2 separate regions of the Callithrix jacchus genome follow, and region 1 is linked to region 2. The links are chromatin contacts, called in public Hi-C maps. All regions are on one chromosome and are shown on one strand. The core of a region is the stretch at or near the end of the contact, and the rest is flanking DNA. Distances in the headings are between cores, read along the strand shown. Region 1 holds the start of ABHD5 (abhydrolase domain containing 5, lysophosphatidic acid acyltransferase). Region 2 overlaps ANO10 (anoctamin 10).

The links. A called contact is a pair of places that touch in the nucleus more often than the background predicts.
Region 1: a Hi-C map of skeletal muscle shows a contact between it and region 2, with 4 times the contacts expected there. The contact joins the promoter of ABHD5 here to the enhancer-like site in region 2.

The regions. Positions count from the first base shown.
Region 1 is chr15:26,449,745-26,455,148 of calJac240_pri, forward strand. It overlaps ABHD5 (abhydrolase domain containing 5, lysophosphatidic acid acyltransferase), which reads left to right and starts at 1,310. Exons shown (of 8, transcript XR_013527251.1): 1 at 1,310-1,410. LOC118147822 (a long non-coding RNA gene) reads right to left here and starts at 1,208. Exons shown (of 2, transcript XR_004734425.3): 1 at 1,089-1,208.
Region 2 is chr15:26,366,329-26,371,668 of calJac240_pri, forward strand. All of the region lies in intron 4 of ANO10 (anoctamin 10), which reads right to left. Among named protein-coding and RNA genes, the nearest start is that of ANO10, 31 kb to the right of the region's middle. Within about 2 kb of position 3,448, at least 4 of the 16 cell types and tissues checked have an H3K27ac peak or open chromatin away from gene starts, as enhancers often do. A contact at or near this core is called in skeletal muscle, where this site is marked.

The sequences.
Region 1 (5,404 bases), core at 60-2,559, 81 kb after region 2:
CACAGAGATTTACCTGTCCTGCTGCTGTCCAAGACCATGCTTCTGTCCGTAAGTTCCCTAATAAATCACCTTTTACTGACAAGTTGGATTTGTCTGTCTCATTCTTTAGTTTCTCAGCTCCTTCTGCATTTGGAGGTCACTTTGCATATATGGCCCTTTCATGAAACAACCATTAATTCCTGTAAAAATGTTTTTTATATGTTCTGGTCTTCCCTAAAATATTTTATGAATTGGATCAAACACAATAAAAAATTGATTAGTTATTACAATGCCTAAGAATTTATGCGTGGCTTTCCCCTCTCTAAATTACAGAAGACACTATCCCTGTCCCAGAGGGCCTTCTTGTGTAGCTGGAAAGATACTCAATAATGTTTATTAAAATGCTATAACAATTACACAAGGCTAAGAATCTGAGTGCTATATGAGTGATAAAGACAGATTTAGACCAGTGCTCAGAGGAGAGAAAAAGGGAGGAGAGTCAGGGACGGAGAGCAATGAACTGTGTCTAAAATAAAGGTTAATGTATTAGTGTAGGATTTATCAAAACAGGAGGCGTATTTCAATCCATTGTTTCCAAGCACCTAGAACAGAGTGGGTCCATAGTAGACACACATCAAACACAAATGGATGAGTAGTGGTGCGTGGTAAAACTAAAAAGCAGGCTGTACCTGATGGCTAAAAGACTTGAAAACAGGTCAAGAAATGGTGCCATTAAGGTTAGTCATCTTCCCTCAATAACTCTAAGTACCTAAACGCCGACTCTTTTCACCCTCCAGGCATCTAGAGAGCTGGGTGGGAGAGAAGTTGCTGGTTTTGGCCACTACTGTAACCCCAGCACCGAGAGCAGTGCTCAAATGATTGAAGGCTCCTGTGAGTCGCCCTCTCCCCTTGGCCCCGCCACCCGCGGGAAAGGGCTGGCGAGGGGTCACACAGCATCTCGATTACGGCATTTCATTCGCCACGGCACCATCTATCGGGCTCTAGCTAGGCTCTTCCAGGACTGGGCGCGCCTCGGTCCCCAGGGTGCCACCTGACAGCCAACACCGACCGGATGATGCATGAATACAGTCATTATTAAAATTAGCTACCTCCTATCTCTGTCGGGTGAGTCTCGCCAGTCCCTCTCGACTGACTGCCCGGCCCAGCGCACACACCCGGGCGCAACAGGCAGAAAGACGCTGCTGGGGGTAGGGGAGGCATGGCCAGACAGGCGCAGGCGCAGGCGTGCCGCCGGGCCATGCGAGTGCGAGGACGACGCATGCGCGGGCATCGGAGCCGCCTTAAGAGGGGCGGCGGCCCGGGACAGCCCAGTTGGCCTGTCAGCCGGCTTCGAGGCTCTCCCGGCGCTTGCGCGGCGGGGGCTATGGCGGCGGAGGAGGAGGAGGTGGACTCTGCAGACACCGGAGAACGGTAAGCGCAGCCGGCAGGGGGCAGGGGGGCTTCGTGTGTCTCCGGCGCGCGTCCTCCGCGCGGGCCGGGTTCGGGCCCAGCGGGCAGCACGAAGGACTCGCCGCCCGCCTGGCGACGACCGGCCGCTTCCTCCACCCGCCCCGGCAAGAGCCCGCGCGGCGCCCAGAGGCGTCCCGGCGCCGCTCTACCCAGGGCAGGCTCCCGTCAGCGCCAGGGCCCCGAGATATCTGAGCCGGACTCTGGCCGCGCGGGGAGGCCACCTTGACCCCGCGCGGAGTGTCCTCCCGGTTATTGTGTCAGCCGCCCCGGCTCGGGCTCTGCCAAGGGACCCGGCCTGCTCCTATGCGGCCGGCGGGCGGTGCCCGGCCGACCCTGCACTTGACTGCGAGGGGCGGGAAATGGCCGGGTCACTCTATCCGCCTCCCAGCGCGGCTTCTGTCTAGGTACTACCTGTGCTCTGTCCAGCCTTGGCCGCTGGGCTATCCTTCCAGAAGCCGGAGGAAGGGGCGGCGCTTCTTTGGGGGAGGATTAGACGGAGGCCCGAATTCGCTTGGCGAGCGGCGGGAGGGCGGGGGTGCCGGGAAGGAGGGAGGGGGAGAAGGAGTTAGGGAAGTAGGTGTATGGCTGTGGGTTCAGATGCTTCATAGAAACAAAATTAGCCCTTAAGATAGAGATACCAGGTTCAAATGTGGTAATTCATCTTTCGGATGAAGGTCTTTATCTTCAAAGCTCCACTGTCCCTTATTTGTTTGCGCGTCTGGGATTATTCTGGTTTTACTGGAGAAGGCACTTGCATGTGCCTTAGAGGAACACACATAACATATAGGAAACTGGAAGTTGCAGGGCAGATGTCTAATGTGAAACTTCTTGATGTACAGGTATAGTGAGTTTATTCTTTTCTACACCTAAATGACTTCTTGCACTTGTTAGTAGAAGAATAGTAGTTAAGGAGTGGAATAATTAAATTGTTTTGAAGATTATTGCCTTGTTTCTCAAGGCCTGTCATTTATATTGAAAGTAAACTTCTACACTTCCCCCATATATATTCAAGTTCTCGATACCGATTCTGCTTCAGACGTCTGGAGAAATTTGCCTAGGAAACATAACCTAAATGATAGACTATGAAATACCATGAAGACAGGGATATTTGGAAAGATGTATGGGGAAAACTTGTGAAATATTAGAAACAAAGTTATTCTCTTGAGTTTTGTTTATTTGATGAATGACTCCACTGTTGAGGTTTGTGGATGAACTTCCTGTTGAATGTTAGGTGGACGCAGTAGGAACCTAATTGGTAGGTTGTGTTCTCATCTGGTTTGTCACAACATTTTTGACTCTTGACACTACTTTCAGGTGGACTCTTTGGTTTTGGTGTTGTGGGGCCTGAGAGTCCAGGACACAACCTGAAAGGGTTTTCTGGCTTTGATTGATGGTTGGAGGTCACTGGAAGTAGATGATTAAAAAAATCCTTAGCAGCTGATCAGCCATAGTTTCTAGACAGAGAAACTATTCTTGGCAATACGCTTTAGCAGTGTCCAGCGACTATACTGGTATGTCCTGAATGTCCCAAGCAGGCAAGCAGAGAAGGTTAAGCCTCTGCCCCTCCTGGGTGTTCCCCAGAAGTAATCCTGTTAATTCTAAGGTTGACCCTGTGTGCTGGGTATTATTGTTCCCATTTTGCAGTTGAAACTGCCTCTGGAAACGCTTTAACAGCTTGCCAGCAAGTAGTAGGGCTGGATTGGAACCCTTTGAGGTGTCTGGATTTAATCTGAGGTGCTTTTTCCTGTATCTCTGCTGCCTGTCACTGGAATTGGGACTCCTGTGGGATGTTTGGCTCTTGTTTTGAATACAATTCCCTACCCTTAAGACATTTGACGTTTAGATAGGGAGATAACATTAACAAAGGAAAGTTATAAAATGGTCACCTGATGGCTTTTTGGAGAATATGATTCTTGTCTTTTACTTTGTAGCACTTAGTGAAGATCCGCATCCTGGGGATCCATTTTGCTTTCAATATCCAACCTCTTTCAGTTGCAGTACCGTTGAGAAAGCTAAATGTAATGAGAGTAGGGTAGACTTCTGTGAATTGCTTTAAGTTGTCCTAGAGAATGATTAAGTGTCAGTTGAGAGAAAGCTGTCACAGAATTGCCCATTTGCAGGGTAGACCATAAAAGAGGTGATTTGCGATTGTATGCTGGAGTTGATTTGTACCAACAAGACATTGCTGTGTTTTCAGGAATTTTGCCAACTGTTGGCAGCTTGAAATTGGCCATGGTGGGAGTATTTACACGATGGAAATAATCAAATGCTATAAATAAGGTATAAATAAGGGATTTTTCTCTCCCCTCCCAGCTTCAGTCTGTTTGCCAGCTCCTCTCTGGGTTTACATTAGAATGTGAATGTAGGTCTTTGCCTTGGAGATAGGAGAGTGGATTTCTCTATCTAATCTTTTTAAAAACTGGCAAGTTATGTGCCTTTCTCTCTGCTCCCTTCTTTCCTTCCCAAATCATTGCCACCTCATCTTTAAAAAATCACAGAACTTTTCACTGCCACATTCCAATGGCCTTCTAGTTTTTTCAGCTCTTCTTGGGTCCTTTTTGGTGTTTGTTACTGTAATGATAGCTACTACTTTTTGAAACTCTTATTAAACGTTCTAGGTCTTAATTACATTTTGCCTTTTATCTTAACTTACCTGAGACCTCTCTCTCTTTTTTTCATTCTCTAAATGTAGTCATTTTCCAAGATTGTCATCATCCTTGTTTTTATGTTTTGTCTTGTTTACGCAAACTTCTTAAACTATTTTGTCTATGGAGATGACTCAGATCTCATTCTTCTTCTGGAGCCCGCTTCTGTACTCTGATGTTTCTAATGGTCAGATGTTTATGTCTGATTCCTCAAAATTTAATGTGTCCAGACTATGACCTTATTTTCTACCGTCCTGCTCCTAAACGATATAAAAAGCTCAGTTCTTCCTCTTGAAACATTATATTGGCTTAAGCATTGCCTTGACTGATTGTTAGATTATTAGTCTAATCTCATGTTTCTGTAATTCCCACTCCTGATTGTGAGTGATTAAAAAAGTCATGTGGAGAAATGATTTTATTAAAACTGATTGTTCAGTTTGAGACCTAAAATTTTTAGTTTTAGTCCCTTTATCATTTTGTGAATGAACTTATTTTAGAACTGATGCAAAGAAATGTCACTGACTTGTTAAGTAGAGTACACATGTGGCTTCTTCAAGTATGTTCGATAATGAGGTCATATAAGTGATTCTAAAATGGTTTGTTTACTGTGTGAAGGAAGGTTAGGAAACGGGGGAGATAAGTGTTACCAGCATGTGGCTTGTCTAAAACACTTATACTACAACTCTGAGTCTTTAAAAGTTACAGGTTAGGAGCTGGTGGCAGGGGTCGGCAACTAAAAGACTGTTATTAATGTGTTAACATATATTGGAGGGCCTGTGTTGTCATTGATCTAATGGTGATAATTTGAATCACTTAAATATCATTTATCTAAAATAAAATGGCATGATAGTCACTTAAATTGTAACTGTATGAGACCATATTCTTTTTTTTTTTTAAGAGACAGGTTCTTGCTCTGTTGCCCATGCTGGAGTGCAGTGGCACAATCATAGCTTACTGCAGCCTCAACCTCCTGGGCTCAAGCAATCCTCCCACCTCAGCAACTTGCCCCTCACACCCCATTCTCTCCCAGGATGCTGGGACTACAGGCATATGCCAGGCATCTGGTCTTGACCTCCTGACTGAGCTCAAGCAATCCTCCTGCCTCAGCCTCCCAAATATTCTTTTTGTCGTTTTTCTTTCTCTTTCCCAAGAATAGGATTTAAAAAGTCAATTCACAAGAAAGGGCTTTATTTACCCAAGTGTTACAATTCCCAATTTGGAAATTTTTAGTCTTTAGTTGAGGAAGTATTTCAGATAAATATAAATGTAAATATATATACATATTCATACCTCTAATTAATTTGGATATT
Region 2 (5,340 bases), core at 2,198-4,697:
AGATTGCAGTGAGCCAAGATTGCGCCACTGCACTCCAGCCCGGCGCCTGGCAACAGAGCAAGACTCTGTCTCAAAAAAAAAAAAAAAAAAAAAAAAAAAGGTATATACACAAAGTATGTAAAAAGACATGTGGTTCAAGTTAGCCTCTGGTACTGTCAAATCCATTTGTTAATATTTTAATTCTAACATGTTTCAGCGGATTTTTCTTTAGCTCACTTGAGTTAAAGTTGATCAGACACGACTGTTCTGATTCTTATCCCTTATTTGGAGATGTAGAGGCTACAACTGATTCTTTCTTCCTATTGCTACCTTTGTCAATTACTACATCAAAATTTTTAACTGAACTGACAGCATATAAATTATTTTACTATTTCTAAGTTCTTTTTAAAAAGATAACTCCATTCTACTGCAGAAGACTTTCCAGGCAAGCATAAAAACCAGTTTCTAAAAATAAGACTGTGAACTGAAGACTCAGAGAGAATATAAAGCTGCAGGTCCTAAATTACTGAGCTTCTCTTCATCAACGCCAAAGTCATGGTTCTGGTTTCAGCTTCTAAAAATAGAAGTTTGCTTTTTTTTTTCTTTTAAAATCCTTCAAATGTGTCATGTCAGCTAAGAATGTAATTACTAGGAAGAAGCCTTACCTTCAAAGGAAAACATGATGCCATGTAGGCCTATTAAAAGAAAGCAAAACCTAAACCAGATTCCTTCCTTCAAGACTGCTAAATAATCTCTTGTCAAGTACTGGGGTTGTGGCTGTAATAGCCATTGAACCGTTAGCTAAACAAACCAAAATCTAGTTTAAGAGAGACTATCAGTAATGTAGTTTACAGTAGGACCCCCCCTCACAAGCTAACTAATACAATAACAATGCTAACACAGTACTGCTCTGCCTTTAGCTAATGTGATACTTCAAAAGTAAAAACAAAATCCCTCTCATAACTCCTTACAGCATTTCTGTGGGACAGAAAAGGGCAGGTCATGCTACCTCCAATCCAACAGGGGTTGATAAGCACACACGCCCACAGGAAGTGGTGGCCAGCAGTCTTTACACAATGAAGACAGTCCCTGTTCCCACAGGTACTGCTGCACCTAGCACTCTAACTCTAGCACTCAGGTGGGAACAGATCACTTTTGTCTTAATAAAGAAAACAATATCTTTTTTAATAAAGAAAACACTAACATAAGGTTCTAAAAGAATATATAATATTAAAGACACAATATATGTGCCAGGTGGTCCCATCAATCAAAACATGATAATCATCCAATAGACATTTTGAGACATAGTTTTATTCTAAATTAAGTAACATCCTTTGGGATACAGTTAAAATGTATGAAAATCTTGGCATTCTTAAAAACTCCTCTTTATAAAGCAACTCTTTCATTAGGTTATTTGCATGATGATTGACCATTAAGAAGCACTGGGAGAAGGCAGAGTCTGAGGGCATGAAGAGATCTCAACTGACATGAAAACAAGAAATGAATGGCTATCAAGATGAGCACTTGGCAACTAAGACACATGTAGCCAATTGCTAATTCTCCATGTTGCTTGTCATGTGGTGGAATGAGGGGAATCCCTAATATGCACTTAAGGAACATGGCTGTACTTCGGTCAAGAATAAGCCAAGGTAAACATTCACAGTGATTCAGCAAGTTTACAGCACAGGCATAAAACTCCAGTTGTTATCATAGCCATGTAGCCATAACATGGCTTTGTTAGATGGACAGTGAGGAGCCAGGACGTGGCTTGGCTCACTCAGAGAGAGAAAGAGTTAGGCTGCGGACCCTGAAGGGAGAGCTGGCCACGTAGCTGTGTGTGGGAGCCACCAGACTAAGCAGCTGAGATAGGGCAAACATTGTGAGCAAGATAGCGTGAGTAAACTACTGCTGAGAGAGCTGCTGAATAAAACTACCTTTCACCTGCCGACAGCCCCCTGGAGTGTTCTTTCAGCTATCTACTCAACCACCCACTCCCTTCGGACTGCAGCATGAGCTGGAACCTGACCCCAAGCATAACATTTGGCACAGTATGGACCTACAATGTGCATCTCACAGCGCCATCTGACTGCCTCAAAATCATGTTAACATGACAAAACTTGCTAACTACTTAATGAAAGCTTTCTATCAAAGCACAACATTACAGCAAGCAGCAAGCAACTTTATACTCATGTGTAAAATGAAAATCAAACTAAATGTAAGATCTGGGGAGTATTTCTCATGAAAGCCCTGGCTACCTTTCAGCCTTGAGAAGCATCACATTGGGCAGACTAAAGCCTCACTTCCCAATCAGCCTCAAAGAGGCTGCCCATGGGAGCAGCTGCCTTCAAGTAAGATGAAAATAGTTTTTCCACTCATTTCTGTGGTTTAACTTAATGAAAATCTAGGATTTAAGTTACTCTAAGTTTTATTAGTTCTAAAATTTGCACTCTGAAAATAGGTCATAGTTTTAATTATGCATATATCACTTGTTCTTCTATATAAAATTAAAATGATGCAAAAAACACAGCAGTTTAAGGATCACATTCTCAAAGGAAGAGAATGCAGAATTTAAAATCCCAGGCTTGAAAATTTAAATATAATTTCTTATCTCAGATAGTATAAAAATCTTTCCAATGACCATGATCAAGATGATTTTATTGTATTCATATTTAGTGCCAAAATGGAAAGAAAGGGAAGGGAGAAGGGAGAAAGGGAGGAGAGAGGAAGAAAAGAAAAACAAAATCCTTGTTTACAAAAGCCTGGTCCTGCCAGCAAGAAAGTTACTCCTGTTATTGCTTAAGGGTACCAGACTGGCTACCTACACAGTTAGAGAAACCCATTTACATATTTCCTTGAAGGTTTTCATTCAGCTGAAAAATTCTTTTTTGGAAGCCACTGGAAGCATCTGAAAAACTGCTGCTCCATTATCCAATCTGATCAAAGAGCACATTCACTTTTTTTCTCTGTCCCAGCCACACTAGAGGACGTACCTGTGTAGAAACTCACAGATGGAGGCTGTGATTTCCACATTATCAATGTGGATAAAAAAAGAGAAACGGAATGCTTACACTAGCAGTCAGGATTGTGCCCAGTCTGCTTTGTGTTTTATTTGATGCAGTACCCAGCTGTGTCTGGAAACATGCCTTCCCACTAGGAGATTAAGAAAGATTCAAACATTTTGGGATAGTATCAAACAATTGCTTAACTACAGAATGTGGAAATCCTGGTTACAAATAGTGGCAGAAAGATACCACTGCTCTCTTCTTGTTTGTGGCGCCAAATTAAAAACAAAAGGAAACAAAAAACATAAAAAGAAATCTCTATCTTTGATGAAAGTAAGAAAAAAGAAACTAAAATCCCAAATCACAAACTATAAAAAGAAGCCTTGAAAATCAGCCCTGGGTAAACCAAGAGCACCCATCGTATCTTCTGCAAACCTGGGTCCAGAACACTGAGGGCAAGGCTCTCTCGGAACTGGGGATGGTGAACTACAGTCCTCTTGCTCAGCAGGCAGGCAACAAGGGTACATGGTGCACCTGGAGTACGCCTGCTCCCTGCCTGGCACCATAGACAGAGAAGAAGCCAAGTTGGAGAGAGAACAGATGTGCCATGTTGGAAGAAAGAGTGACCTGTTGAAATCCAAGGATGGAAGGTAACTAGCTGTGGAGCTGTGGGTCGTGGTGGGCCGAAGACAGGCCTAAATGCCAAACACAAGAAAAACCCTACAGAGCACCATGGAGGTTTTCTTCAGGGACTAAGATGGCTCAAGGAGAACGCACTGCCAGGCAAAATCTAATCTTCTCACTACCATAGTTCCCTGCTGAGAGCCCCAAGCACCCTTCTCCTGCCCATACACACTTTCTTGTAAAAATGGCCAGTCCAAGAAAAATAAGGGTTCATTAAAACATAAGTAATAAAAAATAAGTAATAATCATAAAGAAGCTGGCATAGAGCTATGCAAAAATACTACCTGGAAAAAAGGGAAAAACTAAAAATACTACAAGAAAAAACACAAAAGTCAAAGAACAAAGAGCAGAAAATTATAGCATTCAGCAACAAAAAACTATGAAATTCTTTGTGAAATTAAAGAAATTCAAGCAAACAGCCCATCTCTGAAATTAAAACTCAAAGAAGAGCTATAAGAGCTGAAGGAGAAGCTCAGAGAAGCAATGCAAGAGAAAAATAAATGTGTCACAGGTTCAAAGTCATGATAAAAGCAACAAAAAAAGGGAAGACTGGGAATACAATCAGAAAACTGGTAGACAAGCCTAAGAAAATTATGCAAGAACAAAGACTTGAAAATACTACAAAGAATACTTAAAAGCCCACATAAGTAAAATTGGCACTCCTGAAGATAAGAACAGAGCAAATGCAACCAAATAACTCTTCAAAGATAACTGAAGAAAATTTTCCTGAAATCATGGTAATCCTTAATCTGTATTATGTCCAACCAAAAAAAGAACGTATATCCAATCAAAAGGAAAAATAAAAAATAAGCAACACATATACAGATAATTGGAAATGCAGACAAGTAAGAATAATGAGTGCCTACATTCAAACTTCCTGATACTTCCTAAAAGCCATACAGATCAACAAGGAGAGCAAGTAAAAGCACCTATAAAAAATGCCTACAGCATAACCCAGAGACAGGGGAAACTGCATCATGTAAGTCAGGCAATAAAGAACCAAGATCCAGAAGAGATCTGGGCCACAGTCTAGAATGGTGCAGGAAGCCCCAGCAGAGCTGCACAGAGAAACAGGGAGGGCAGAGGAGTCCATTTGGTGTCGAAACCCACATTACACCAATGAGGACTCATCACTCTCCTTCAGGAGAAGGCCTCACTCCAAGTGGGAACTTCCAAGAACAAGTCTGATACCTGATGAGTCAGAGCTCTGACAGCAGGAGGGGCTGAAGGGCAGGGTTGGAAAGTACACAGAACAAGAGGCTGCTGACTGGAAAGTGCTGCTTCTGGGAAATGCAGAGGGAAGTGTCTGGAAAAGTAATCGACTTTGTGGGTAGCAGCCTATGGGAAAGGAAAGGAAGTTAAAAAGTGATTAAAAGTCCTATTGAATCAAGATCCCACATCCCACAGATCTACTAATGGCTGATACAATATCCTCAATATTATGTTAATGAGAAAAATTTTTTAAATCAAGAAAAAGAGAGAAAGCAAAAGGGAAAAATACCATTAAAACAGGAGTTTAAAAGGTCCTGAGAGAAATTTGCACAAATCAGTTCACTTAAATTTGAAAACCTATGTGATAAAATGGAAACTTAGATTCTAAGAAAATACAATTTACCCAAACTGACCCCAGTAGTGATAGAAAGTCTAAACAAACCAATTTCGATAGATGACTTAG